2 separate regions of the Mus musculus genome follow, and region 2 is linked to region 1. The links are chromatin contacts, called in public HiChIP or PLAC-seq maps. All regions are on one chromosome and are shown on one strand. Each heading gives the region's core, a stretch centred on a gene start, on an enhancer-like site or on the middle of the called end of the contact. The rest is flanking DNA. Distances are from core to core; before and after follow the strand shown.

Region 1 (6,936 bases), core at 2,827-5,326:
AGTCTTCTGCCTAAGACAAAACAGAGAAAGGTGTGTCAAACTGGCCCAGCACATAGTTGGCTGTCTGTCTGCAGTCCACTTAAAGTAAATCTGAGGCTAGATCCTTCTGCCTAGAAACACCAAACCCACCCCAAGCTTCCAGTGGCCTCTCCCACTGAAATTTAAATGCTCAGGAAAAGGCTGTATTGGCTAGGCTTGGGAAAATGGGGAAAATTGAGTTGTGGGTCTCACTTTGCAAAACTACCAAGTACCAGGGAAAGGAGAAGGTTTAAACTAAAACATTAGAGAGGGGAGGAGAGACAGCGCTGGGGAAGGGAGTGTGCAGAGGAAGAAGGGAAGGACCTGGTGGTGCCTTGGGCCTCAGGTTAGGAAGTCTGGGTGAACCTCAGACCAAGCTCCCAACTTTCCTGAGGAGCTAAGCTCTCTGGGCACTCCTTTATACTTAACCACCCCCCCACCCCCCAAAAACGCTTTCCAGTCAGACCCCCACAGTCCATCTCTCAGCTCCTTCCTGACTGAGCAAGTGGTGAGCCTTTTACCCTAGATCTCATTTATTGTAGCTAACTTTGCTTTTGGTGTTTACATCTTCCTCTTTTCCTGTACCGTGACACAAGCTGTCCACCTCGCCTCGCTGTTTTAAAAAGTACAAACGGGAAGGGGGTGTAGACAAAGTCTACAGACACCAAACAATGGCTTTTATTCTGTGGCTCTCCCCAAACCCAGACAGTAAAGCCCAGGCTCTCAACCCAGCTACATCAGGTCCAAGCAAAGAAACCAACAACTCTGCAACTCCCAAAGGAAAAAATGAGGACTCCACTCACTGAAGTACTGACTTGCCACAGCGCCCCTCAAGGCGTCCAGTCCTCCGGGCTTTCCCTCAAAAAGAGGGTTCTTGGGAGTGAGGTGGAGAAAATAGTAAAGTAATTTCTTGTTATAAATATCTGGAGGTAATTGTGTTACTGGTGTGAGTTGTTAGGGGCTGTAAAAAGATACAAGGGCACCGTGGGGAGCTCAATTGGAAAGGGGGAGTTACAATAAAGAGCCCATTCAAGAGGATTGCCCAGGAAAAAGGGGGAGGGTTAAAATAATGAAATAGTCACAGCATCTCATTTAGTTTTATTTTTAAGAAATCATTCCCCCCCCCCGTTTTGTTTTGTTTTAGCTGTGATGATGATTAATTTTGCCACCCTGCAAAGAATTCCAGGGAATAGTTTTCTCTTTAAGGCCTTTTATGATTTAACTTTTAAGTAACTGAGAGGCAACTTAAATCCATAAGACCTAAGTCTAGGATGAGGACTTTCTCAGTGTCTGTTTAATGACTGAACATAGCCAAGGACTAGATACCATCATTGCGGTTAACTCCTACAGTCTCCTTCCTGTCTCTAGGCCAGTTCCTGAATCTATATCATGTCGCGAACAGATACCTCACCTAGAACAAAATGTCCATCATATATATATATATATATATATATATATATATATATATATATGACTCAAGCTGCAAAGGATAGCAGGTGTATGTGGAGGGTGTGTGTATGGAGGGTGTGTGTGTGTGTGTGTGTGTGTGTGTGTGTGTGTGTGTGGAGGGTGTGTGTGTGTGTGTGTGTGGAGAATTCTGTTTGCGACAGAAAACTTCCTAAGCTCTTCTCGAACCACATTTTTTACACAGCCTCATGTCTCCAAGCCGGCTCGGACCTCCGTAATACCATTTTAGAAAATTGTCTAGCTGATCCCCCAAAAGCTAGCTGATTAGTTTCCCAAGCAAGTGGGAAGGTGATAGCACTTCAGGTTCCGGTTTTGCTCGGTTCCCACCCTCCTCTCCTCTAAGAAGCTATCTAATTACCTAAGTAGTCGTTAACACTCAGTGCAGAAAGCACCCTGGGAAGCAGGGCACACCCTGCACCCGGAAGCAGACCTATTCTTAAAGAAGCTAGACCCCTCTGCCTCAGCCCAAACCCCTAGCCTAGGCTAGGTCTTTGTATTGCCTTGGAGGGGGTCATAGTCCTGCATCAGGAATGAAGGAGTATTCAGAAATCTCCAAGGCCACAAGGTCTGAGTCTCCAAGGTCCATTGGACCTCTGTCCTCCTCACTCCCTGACCCAAACCCAAGCCAGAACTCTCACACTATGCTATTGTTTCAATTATTTAAATTTCAAAACCTACTCCCGCATTCCAGAGCTGAAGTGTTCAGAGAAGCTTGGGTTCTCTCTTCCAGATGCCCTTCCTGGAAATTAGCAATTAGGGCGACAAAGTTTACCCTCCAGGGCCAAATGATTACAACTCATCAATTGCCTTCAAACATATGCAAAGATCCCCAGCAGCCCTGCTCCCGGTTAGCGGCAACCTCCTCCCCGTCAGCGGCAACAACTAACTATTCGTGCTCTTGGGTAAACCTGCTAGGCTTTCAAGGATTTTAGCTTGTCAGTTGTTTTTCTGATCCTATCTCCTCAGCCCTTCCCAAGTTCGAGTTTAACATCCAAAATGGCGAGAGAGAGAGAGAGAGAGAGAGAGAGAGAGAGAGAGAGCATTCACTTTGTTTTTAAACTTTTCAGAAAGCTCATTAATGAAAGGCCAGGTTTTTTAGCACTCGAAAAAGAAAGCATTTCCACTTGAAATTCAACTCCATTTCCCTCAATTACACTTGCTAAAATTCGAGGCTATTATGGCTCAGGGAGACTGAGGAGATCTGCCCCGGGAAAGAGGCAACAACTTTCTGAACTTTGAAAAGCCACTTTTCCTCCTGGGGTCTTAGAATCCAAAAGCTCTCGAATTACTCAGACTAATTAGCAGGGAGAGGACGCGATCCGAGGAGAGGGAAAGCCAGTGCTTTCTTGTAGTTTTTTTTTTCCCCCTTTAGGCCACACAAAGAAAAATATCAGTACACTCGAAAAGGGGGAGCAAACCGCCTTTCCAGCTCGAAACTTGTTGAAATGGCAACACGGGGTACAGCTTGGTCAATGGAGACACGGGAAAATACCCACCAAGAGCTGGAGGTGGGAGTCCACAGGACAGGGAACACACCAACTTTCGCAAGATAGAGTTGTGGGAAGCCGGGAGAGCTAGGGCGTTTGTTTCCAAATCTGAGCTCAGCGCTCGGCTGAGGCTGGAGGCGAGGGCCCTGGGGGGTGGATGGAAGCTGGCAGTCCTTGCGATCGGCTCGGAGCTCCCTCGCAGAGCGCATCCGACCGCCTCGGCCTAGTGGCTTCTTTCACCGCCCGCTCTCGCTCTGGGTCCCTCGTGGCCTCCGGCGCACGGCCGTGGTGCCCATCCAGACGGCTCCGGCTGGCGGAGGGCGCGATGACCCTTTGGTGCTCGAGTGCTGCGGGCAGTTCTGTGCCGGGAGAATCTTGCACAAAGCCGGAGCGCGGGCTGGCGGGAGGCGGCGCGGAGAGTCGGCTGGTTGGGCGCTCTTTGCGCGCTGGCTCGGCCCGGGCTGGACAAAAGCATCGCCGGCGGCTGCTCTCCGCGGCCTGGGGCACGGAGGAGCCTCTACGTCCCTTTGCGCTGACCGCGAGCTTTTGGAGGCGCTGAAGCTGAGAGCTGCGGTTTGCGGGGGCGCCCTGCAGCCTAGCTGCTCTCCGAGAGCTCCAGCCGCACTTGCGCTGGTGCAGAGCCAGCCGCCTGCCTGAAGATCCGCGCTGTTGTGGCTCGCGCGGACCGTCGCCCTCCGACGCGGGCTTTCGCTGGAAGTAGAAAGTTTGGGCTCCTGCGTGGAAACTTCTCAGGCCCAACTCTCCCGGCGTAGCAGTGGGGGAGGGGACCGGCGAGAGGGGAGGAAAGAAGAGAGGGAGAGACCTGCCAGGATATTGAAATATAAAGAAATTGAGAAGAAAGAAGCGGGACTCACCTTTAAGAGGCATCCTCTCTTTCGTCGTTGTCAAGGCTCCTGTCAAGAGTTTTGAGGGCTTTTTTTTTTTTTTTTTTTTTTTTTTTGGTTTTTGTTGTTTGGGTCCCCCCCCCCTGTTGTTGCTTAAAGACCACAACGGTTTGAAATGACGGTATTTTAAAGGAGTTGCTCGTGAGAGTTTTCTCCACGGACGCTGCTGGGTTGGTGTGTGAGAGCAATTCTCAGATCCCTGGGAAGAAGACAGAGATTGACAATAAAATGGGCTGTCAGCGGCTGGAGAGTGAGAGATAAAGAGTGTGGGGAAGTGGCTGCAGCCAGCACACCTATGCTGATTGGTGATGGCTCAAGTGTGTTAATGTGTGTGTGCCGGCGCCCGGCCTCGCCTCCACCGCTCCTCACTGGCCCATTAGCGAAGCCTGACCTCTGTCATCATCCTCCAGCAAAACACTTCCTCCTGCGCCTGAACCAGAGCGGGAAATGAGGCCGAGCCACGGTTCGCTTTTCAAACCCACTAATCACTCCGCAACATGCAAATGCACCGCTCGCTCCCACACAAAATATTGCTTTATGCAAAGCAGCGCCGGGGCCTCGCGCCAGCCGATTGGATGCTCCCTCTCCCTGCCTGGTGCAATTGGTCGGTTTGTTTGAATATGAATACACTTGTTTTCGGCTCTGCCGGTGGGTCCCGGCTTCTCTCTCCGGCGCTGGGCCCCCCGCTCCTAGGCTCTGGCGCTCGCCGAGGTCTCCCGCTCCATGCGCTTCGGCGGCCAGCGCTGCGGCCGCGAACTTGATCAGTCTAATGGAGGCCTCTGAGCTGGAAGCATGCTGCCCCCGTAACCCCAAGCTGGGCCAGGGGTTCTCAGTCCGTGGAGGTAGCAAGTTTCACCATCTCTACGAGGTCCTTTCTTGTACAGTGGCCTGCCGCTCCGCCCCATTTCACCCTAACTTCCCACCCCTTGTCCACCTCGGCCTTGGCCCCAGGACACAAAGTACAGCGGTGGCGGCTCTCTAGCCCACCTGACTTTTAGGAACAAGAGAAAAGAGGCGGGAGTGTCCCTGGATCCCAGCAGCCCCCACTCCGGCGATGGTGGCACAACTATGCCTAGGCCCGAAGAGGGCCTCCAGGCCGAGAACTCAGCGAGGCCCGGCGGTCACCCCAGCTCAGGCCTCCCGAGCCTGCCCATTTTCCCCCCACCCCACTCCCGCACCGCTGGCATTTTCTTCTCTTTCTGCTTTCCGAAGCCGCCGTGCTCAGCGGAGCGGACGCACTGCCCCAGCCTGGAGAGGCTCGAGTAAACACGCCACTTACTTTGTGTACAGAGGATTCTTGTGAAAAGCTCTGAAGAGTCCTCACCAAACACTCTCCAACTTCTCCCACGTGCCATTTGTTGACTAAGTGCGGCTGCTTTTCCAAGCCATCGAAAGGAGGGGAAGACAAGAGGGGAGGGGAAGTAGTGGAAGCCTGAGGGTGGGGGTGGGGTTTGACCAATGCTGGGAGAGATTCTGCAAGTGTGTGTCCTCGCCGGCTTTCTTGGTGTGTCAACGTGTGTCGTTGTGAGGAACCGGTTATCTGTGTGTGGTGCTTATGTATCCCCGCCAAGACTCCCTTCTCTTGGGTCAGCTCAGTCCACGGAGGCAATTCCCCTTCAACTGTTGCCAGAAAAACGGCGAGGACAGTAAGTAAATGGCTTTTCCCTCCTGACCACACACCAGAAGTCCATTTGTTGAATGCCGGACATTAGGATACACCTCAGTACACTCCAAAGACGTCCCTTGGAGTCTGCAGTTTAGGTGACAGGGGAGCAGGCAGCCGCCTTGTCCTGAGCTGTCCGGAGCTATCTCGCAGCCTGCGGGCCTTGGAGCCGAGAAGTAGAAGGCCTGAGATCCGGAACACACTCAGAACCCAGCAAAGGGAAGTGGGGTTGGCAAAGATCAGGCAAGGAGGCCGAAAGCCACCATCGAAGCCTTTGATTTTTTTTTTTTTTTTTTTTGACTTAGGGAAAGAACCGAAAGTCAGCGTCCAGCAGTAGTCTGCTCACTCAGTTGATCTCTGGCAGGCTGCGCTGATGAATCCCCATGGGAGTTGGAGCCAGATGGACGCTGCAGGCTGCCTCTGAGCCTGATTTGGACATCCTAGTCTAGCCCTTGCCTGGGGCCCAGCAATAAGGACCCAAGGAGCCTTAGCAGAGTTCCGGGGACAGAAGAGGCCTTCCGTAACCCGAGCCAGAGGTGGGTTAGCACAAACTGCTCATCTCCTCAGCTTGGGAAAGGTGGCTGACTAGCTGGGCTCACTCTGGAGGACCTAAGGCACTGGATCGGAGCTAGAAGGAAACACTGGCCAGAGGCTAAGAAGGTGGTGCCACTGCTGCAGTTGGCGGCCTCCAGTGAAAGATTTCGTAGGACCGGGACTTTCAGAGGTTCCCAGGAAGTCCTGCCTGAAGTCCAAGTTCCAGATCAGAGAAGTCAGCATTCTCCTTTTCTCCCCTTTTACATCTCAAGCAAGCATTAAAGAAGCAAGATGAGGGGGGGGGGTGCCCAGCGACTGTCCCAATTGGAGGCGGCGAATATCATTTTTACAACCTCTCAATTAGCAACCCAGTGGATTAGCACCCTCTTAAGCTTTGCCTAAGAAAGAGGCAGCCATAATCTTGTTGCTATTTCCCCCCAGGGCACTGGCTCTTTCAATCAGCCCCTTCTCCCACCCACAACCCCCATCTCACCTCAGAGAAAAGTTTTAACAAAAAAATCAGAAGAAGCTAGGAGCCTGGCATGAATGCCGCTGACGTCATTGGGTGGGGATGGGGGCTTCGGGTGGGACTGTTGGAAACTGCACAAACAAGAAACAGAAAGGACTTGGCTGCTCTAGTGTGTCAATATTTGGGGAGGGGAGCTGAGGAACAGAAAGAGGCAAAGTTTCTAAAGTTTAAGGAAAGGGATGAGAGCCAGGATCTCTCTCTCTCTCTCTCTCTCTCTCTCTCTCTCTCTCTCTCTCTCCTCTCTCTCTCTCCCTCCCTCCCTTCCTACTCTCTCTCTCTCTCTCTCTCTCTCTCTCTCTCTCTCTCTCTCTCTCTCTGCCTGTCCTTGGTGAA
Region 2 (6,672 bases), core at 2,789-5,288, 1.2 Mb before region 1:
ATCTTCCTGGAGCCGGTGCCCAACAACCCGATAATAAAATGGTAACAATCATGAAGACAGCTGTTGTTCATTAGGTGTCTGCATCGGCAAAGTTCTAGTCTAAGTATTTTACTGCATACTTCAACCTCACAATGTTTAGCGCTCCCGAGATAGATATCATTACCATCCATTTTACAAACGATGAAACTAAGTAAACGTAACTTGGACATAAAATAAGACACTCTGGTTCCAAGCAGAGTTAGCCACCATGCCAGTCCCTCTTCCTGTGCACTACCTAAATAACTTACTTGCCTTAGATGAACCACTTCTGGACTCTTTCAAGTTTGTCTGTGGCTTGAAGACAAATGCTATCTCCATTTTATGGTTCCGAAATCAAGCTGTAACATGATGGGGTAGACAGACACCTGGTGCTTTGGCACACCCAGATCTCTCCTTCCTCTGGTGACAATGACATATTTTTTCATTGGTAAGTTGCTCCTTCCCTGTCATAATCTCTTTCCAGTAAGGTCGATTCCATTCCGAGTCTTGGATGGAGCGACTTGCATTTGTCTGTATGTGGTTTGCCTGTAATTCACTTACAAATGTACACGCTGGGCAGCTGAGTGTCATTCCTGGGAGTTGGCCCTGCTAAGGAGGAGGTCAAGCTCCTCCTGGAATCTCAAATCTCAAGAATGGGCTGGGAGATGCTTTAGCGACCCTTTAGTCTCTGCTTGAGAATGAATGAACGACAAGGAAACCCAACAAAGGAAAGAGAGGGCTTCAATGATGGCCTTAGACACATGGATTCAGCTGTGCCTCACTGGACCTGAACTCCTTCTTGTTAGATCCCTTCTTTTCATTAGCACCTGTTAAGTTCCACTTCTTATAACTGAAAGCTCTACTAAACACAACCATTGTACTAGTATAAAAAATGAGCTGTGTTATCTGTCATGGGCATTAGAGTTCCCTGCTAAAAGGTCCATAACCTTCTTACCTAGAACCTGTGAATATATACTCCAGTGGCAAAGGTTACTTAAAATAGGGACATAATCCTGGATTATATATGGCAGGTCCAGTGTGACCAACCAAGGCCTCTGACAGTGGTCTCTAAAGGGCAATAGGAGTGACATGAGTGGAGCAATGAGAGACAACTAACTCAACCTGATATCGCTGCCTTTGAAGATGGAGGATGAAGTCTAGGAGGCTAGGGATGGTGGTGGCCTTGAAAAGCTAGATAATGGAAACTTAAAAAGTGAATTGTTGATGGAGCATGGTGGCATAGGCCTGCAATCCCAGAACTTGGCAGGCAGATCTCTGAGTTGGTAGCCAGTCTGAACTATATAGCCAGTTCCAGGATAGCCAGGGCCATCCTGTAAAATTCAGTATGACTAGAGTCAGACTTCGATTAACACTGACAAATATGACACATTTGTGTTCCTGTTGATTGGTTTAAAAAGCCATAGAAAATAATTAGTATCTACCATGTTTTAGCAGGCTGGGGGCTCTAGGGCCCGTGAGGAGTTCTGGATGCACTACATACCAAGTAAGGTCCCTGGCTATCCTGGGAGAAAGCAATGCTCACTGTCCTATTCTTGATTTACTAGGCAGCACTAGGCATCAGGTTTGGGAAGAAAGCCTGAGACTCTTCTAGAAAGGAACCTATCAGCCCTGTTCTCTCCTGGCCTCTAGCATGCTCACCATCGGGTTCCTGCATATTTTCATTCAGGTCTTAAACGGCAGAGCTCCCCGGCTTGGAAATGCCCACCCTTCTTCCTTTTACAGTGACCCTTGTCCAAGATTTGTCTTAAAAGGAAAAACAAAACAAAACAGAAAAACAACTACGGAACCCAGGGAAAACCCAGCATTTTGGCAGAAGGGAGACTAAAGAAAAAAAATAAGCAAAAACATCTGCTCTCCTAAATTCTGAAAACAAGCCTCTGGACCTTTGGTTCTTGTTTGGATGGAAAATAAAGAAGAGTTTGAAAGGGTCCCAAGCACACCCAAGTTGTGGGGGCAGCAAGGGGCTTCATTTTGCTGGAGACAGGCAGTTTTGAGCCCCAGGGCACCCTAGGGACTTTCTTAGTCAAAGGAACAGGAGTTCATTTCTCCAATCTTTCCAATGTTCCTCTTGTAGCTTCTTCTCATATAAGCCTGTAGTCCTACCCTCTTCTTCTCAGGAAGTGCTCAGTTTTATAAGCTTCCAGGGAAAGACGAGGCTGAACTCACAGTCTATAGATAACCCAAGCTGTGTTTGCTTAATGTTAAACTTGTGACAGAATGCAGAAGGGTCCAAGTTAAGGACAAAGTTTTAATGTGTCTGGCTTTTATTTGAACTCAAGCCCCTGTGTGTATAACAGTGAGCGGTTACGTTACAGTGACAGGAACATTTATCAAGGCCCTGATATATTTTACACAGAGCCTTTATCTAGATTATTGGCTTTAATTCCTCACAGCACTCCTTAAGCATGCAGTCTCAGTTTATATTTAGATAGAAGCACGCCATTAGTGATAGCAATTTATCAACATCTCCAGCACTAGTATTGGTAGCTACCTACCATGTAAGCCTAAACAGGCCAACTCCACTCTACGGTCTTCAGTTAAATAATAGTGACAAAAACCACCTCATGTGATTTTTAATGTGGGAGTCCCACAATTATAATGGAAACATTAAAGGCATCTGCACCTGCATCAGCCTTTCGGTCTGAACGCTGGATGGTTCCAGAAGCTGGCATGGGACTGCCAGGTGGCTTAGGGAAAACAGTGTGATGCCGCTGCTATTTTTCACTCATCTACAGTTCCTGTCTCCTGCACATAAGGAAGGTCTTCACACAAGGTAGTGGCAATAAGCCAGGAGGAAAAGCAGCCTGGTAATGTTTTCCAGAACCAGCCCAGCACAGGGAAAGAAATGGGGCCCCTGGATGTTTGGATGTTGGGTCCCATTCTGATTATGTTCTAAGTCCCATTCTGTCCTCAAATTCACTTGCTGATGTGGACCTTAGGTAAGGGAAGGACCCACAGCGGCCAACAATGAGGGGACTCAGTTCTGGGTTTCAAGCTTGCTTTTAGGAATGTGTTAGTTCCCTGCGGAAGCCCAGTACACAGTGCAGGTGAACACTGAGGCAGTCTGCCCAGGGAATAGGAAAGACAGACCCAAGGGTGGCTTCAGACTGCCACCTTGACACACAGGGCAGCTGGTGACACCTGGCACTCGAGCTTCCTATGACCTCATGCTCACAACATTATACTTTTCTGTACCGATTACCCAGGTTCTGACGAATGCTGTGAGTTATTCTCAGTCAACTGTCCAAATTGCCTGTGAGGGACCCAGTGCAGGGTGGGAGGAACGTCTGCGCAGACGAAAGGCGGGCGGGCTCTGTCAATGTCAGTGAATAACGCTCTATCCAGTTCAGTGTGAATTCTGAAACATGAGACCCCAGCAGTGAGCCCATCAGAGTTTCACTGGAAAATATGCGCATAGCCAACCTCCAGAGAGCCACAATAGGTTTTGTTCTGCAGCAACAGGGGGCAAGGGGGGAAAAGAGGATGGAGGAATCCAAGGAACAATGTCTAGTGCCTTGGCCAAGGACTTCATAATTAGCTGTGACTAACAAATACCACATGGGAACCAACTTGTAAGAAAAGGACTCACAAAGCACCTTCATGCTAGTAGGCCAATCTGTGCCTGAAACCCGTCCCCTCCTGGGGAGGGATTAGAAAGGTCTGGAAGGAAGGGGAGCAGTTCCATCTGCCTGAAACCACTGGACCTAAGACTCAAGTGGACAGGAACTGGGGACACTTCACCAATCAGATCTTGGCTCTTGAATTACCAGCGGTTAGCCTCTGTGACTGGATGGCTGAGAGCAGCAGGAGTCAGGAGAGTTAAGAGGCAGAAATAGTTGGAGAGAACGTCAAGGAAAAAAAAAACAAAAACAAAAACCCAGGTCTTCTAGACGGAAGCAGGCTGAGATGAAATCGCTGCAAAGGTCATCTGTGTTTGCAGTACACAGCTCATCAGTGCAGGCAGAAGGCGCTGCTGCCCATAAATCCTAGGAGGCCTGGACAGAGAATGGCTGCTTACTCCCTCCGCAAACTTGAGAGGGGGCAGGGCCTGTCTGGCAAAGCAGGATTTACAGACAGCAGGACTGGAGGTCAGGTGTGCTGCTCTGGTTCCCAGCCCTGGTTTGGGTCACTGTCCACCTTCCATGGGCAGACAAGAACTGGGCTGCCTATACCACAAAGACCGGGAATCTTATGTGTCCAGGTCTGCTGAGTACTTCTGCAAGGCTTAGAAGCCCCGGAGTGTCTCTCTTTCTTTTCCTTAGCCGCTCTGAAGAAGAGGTCAATGGATCCTGTAACACCCAGCTGTGGGACCTGGCAGGCTGGCCTCTTTACAGTCGTGAGAACCCACAGGCTCTATAAAAGCCAGCCATACTTATTTGAGAGGCAGAGGTTAAGAGCGTGGATTATGGAGGCAAATAGATCCACGTTCAAGCCCCACACCTGCCAATCACTTCCTTGTCTTCTGTGACTTTCAGATTCCTCATCCTTGTAATAAAAAGTTATCTTCCAATGTCGATAAAAGAACTGTATGTAAGACCTTTGGCAGGACATAGTGCTAATTTGTAGTTTCTATTTATATATGGTATATTAACAATATATCTCTTTCTATAAATACCTACATGTGTAAATATGTGTACATGCAGAAAATGGCTCAGGCTCTTTCTTCTTTCTAGAATTTCCAGCCAAGTACTCAACAAGTCACAGAGCGCCCCGATCCAGAATGTTTTAAAGGTCCCCAGTGACCCCGCAAGCATTACTAGATGGCCAGACAGCCTGATCTCTTCCGGCTGATTACTTATTAACAGGCACTTCCTCAGCTCACGTTGTCTGAGTGGAAGGTTTTCCAGAAAGACACTTGCTCGCCCACCCGTCCACGCAGTCTCGCTCTGACAAATCCCTGAACCGCACAGGGCAAAACAGTTCGTCGAGGCTGCTTAGCTGGCTGGCACAGGTGATTAGAGTTTGGCAAGATCTTCAGTTGAGGAAGTTCAGAGTCGGGGGTATTCAGGGTTCTTGGAATATTTATAATAGAGGACTCAGAGAGGTTTTACTGGAGGAACTGACAAGCTGCTAATTAATGGTACCCGTGCTGCCTGGCACCTCCATTAGACTAAACTCAGAAAGTAGGGGCCAGTTTTCACCTTTCTTTCCTAGACTGTGGCCCTTCGGAATCACAGTCCTCCTTCCTCGAGCCTGGCACTCTCTCTCTGACTGAACGTCATCCTAGGTCCAAGAGAAGCTAATTTAAGCACGGCTGGTGAAAATCACCCCACACTCCACATGCCATGGAGCTGTCATGGTAATTCATGATCTCCAGCTCACCATCGCGATGGCTGAGCCCTCCCCTGCTCGCAAAGCTTCCCTGTCAGTTAGAAAGAGCAGTTTCCCTGACACCAGATGTGTCACCCTGAATATCCACATGAGAGGCTGTCCCCTTCTCCTCCTCCTGTGCTCCCTCCGTCCCTGTCTTGCTTTTCCTAAGCTCTGGATTTTGAGAAACCTTCTGTCTCCTACATAAGTCCTTCTATTGGCTAGTCTGCAAGTTATTTTCCTGTGCAGTTAAAAAAGATGTCTTGCTTTGGCCCACAGACTGACTTGAATCAGATAGACACACAGACAGACAGACACAGACAGACACAGACAGACACAGACACACACACACACACACACACACACACACACACACCCTTGTTAGCAGAGAGAGGAAAAACTTCTATCTTTCTACCCTGTGCAGCTGCTTGGACAGCCCGCCTCACCAGACACTGGCTCAGCTGCTCCAAAGGGCACTGCAGGCTTTTCTTCCGACAGCTGTCTTGTCCCGGCTCTTCACTAGGGCTTTGTAGTATCGCCTTTAGTCATAAGGTGCTTGGGATGAAAAGATACTGTTCTGATAAAGGGCAGTCCTGGGTGACTAAAGTGGTCTGTGTGCTGTGTATGCAAAAGGAGGAAATGGTACCAGGCAGTCCCCTGAGCCCCATGACCTACAGGTGGGGCTTCTTGAGCCAAAGGATCAGACACTGCCATTTTTTCCAACATTGCTCCTGTCTGGTAACTAACACGGAACAAGTATCAGAAGCAAGCCTCTGTTACCATTCCCTTCCCCTACTGGAAAGGAGGCAGTGTGCAGAGTTTGCTTTAGGTATCTAGAAACGAGACATTATGACCCGCTTTCAAACATGGTTCCCTATGAATTATTAAAAATAATGTTACAGCTCACCCAAGCATCCTGGCCTTTAATCTTATAAACAAGCTCTGAGCAGGAAGAACAAACTGGGGAGATGGTTCAGTGGGTAAAAAAGCTTTGCACGAGGACCTGAGTTCAGTGCACCCATATTAAAGCCAGGTATGGTTGTGTGTTCCTGTAACCACAAAGCTGAGTGGGCTGGGCATAGAGATAAGAAGATCACTGGGGCTTGTCCGTCAGAGAGTGATGGAGGAGGACACCTGATATCCAATCCCAGCCTCCACACCCAATTATGTGACCACAACATAAACATCTCCACCCTGCCACATGCACACACAACTACCCTCAATCCTACCCTCATGTCCACACACACACACACACACACACACACACATACACACACAGAGAGAAAGAGAGAGAGACAGACACACACTCACCAGCATAGCAGA

What was found. HiChIP or PLAC-seq counts read pairs in DNA pulled down with a chosen protein or histone mark.
Region 2: a contact with region 1 is called in an H3K4me3 HiChIP or PLAC-seq map of stem cell-derived neural progenitor cells, with 4 times the contacts expected there. The contact joins the enhancer-like site here to the promoter of Pax6 in region 1. A contact is called at or near these places in 4 of 39 promoter capture datasets (the 3T3-L1 cell line, embryonic stem cells and liver), 3 of 115 datasets of contacts at active chromatin or transcription factors (astrocytes, embryonic stem cells and stem cell-derived neural progenitor cells) and 1 of 9 other capture datasets (liver).

The regions. Positions count from the first base shown.
Region 1 is chr2:105,672,884-105,679,819 of GRCm38.p6, reverse strand. Pax6 (paired box 6) reads right to left here and starts at 4,076. Exons shown (of 12, transcript NM_001310144.1): 1 at 3,848-4,076; 2 at 1-10. RefSeq lists a cis regulatory region at 4,462-4,596 and a promoter at 4,015-4,596.
Region 2 is chr2:106,853,552-106,860,223 of GRCm38.p6, reverse strand. All of the region lies in intron 4 of Mpped2 (metallophosphoesterase domain containing 2), which reads right to left. Among named protein-coding and RNA genes, the nearest start is that of C130023O10Rik, 39 kb to the right of the region's middle. Within about 2 kb of position 4,038, at least 47 of the 459 cell types and tissues checked have an H3K27ac peak or open chromatin away from gene starts, as enhancers often do. A contact at or near this core is called in stem cell-derived neural progenitor cells, where this site is marked.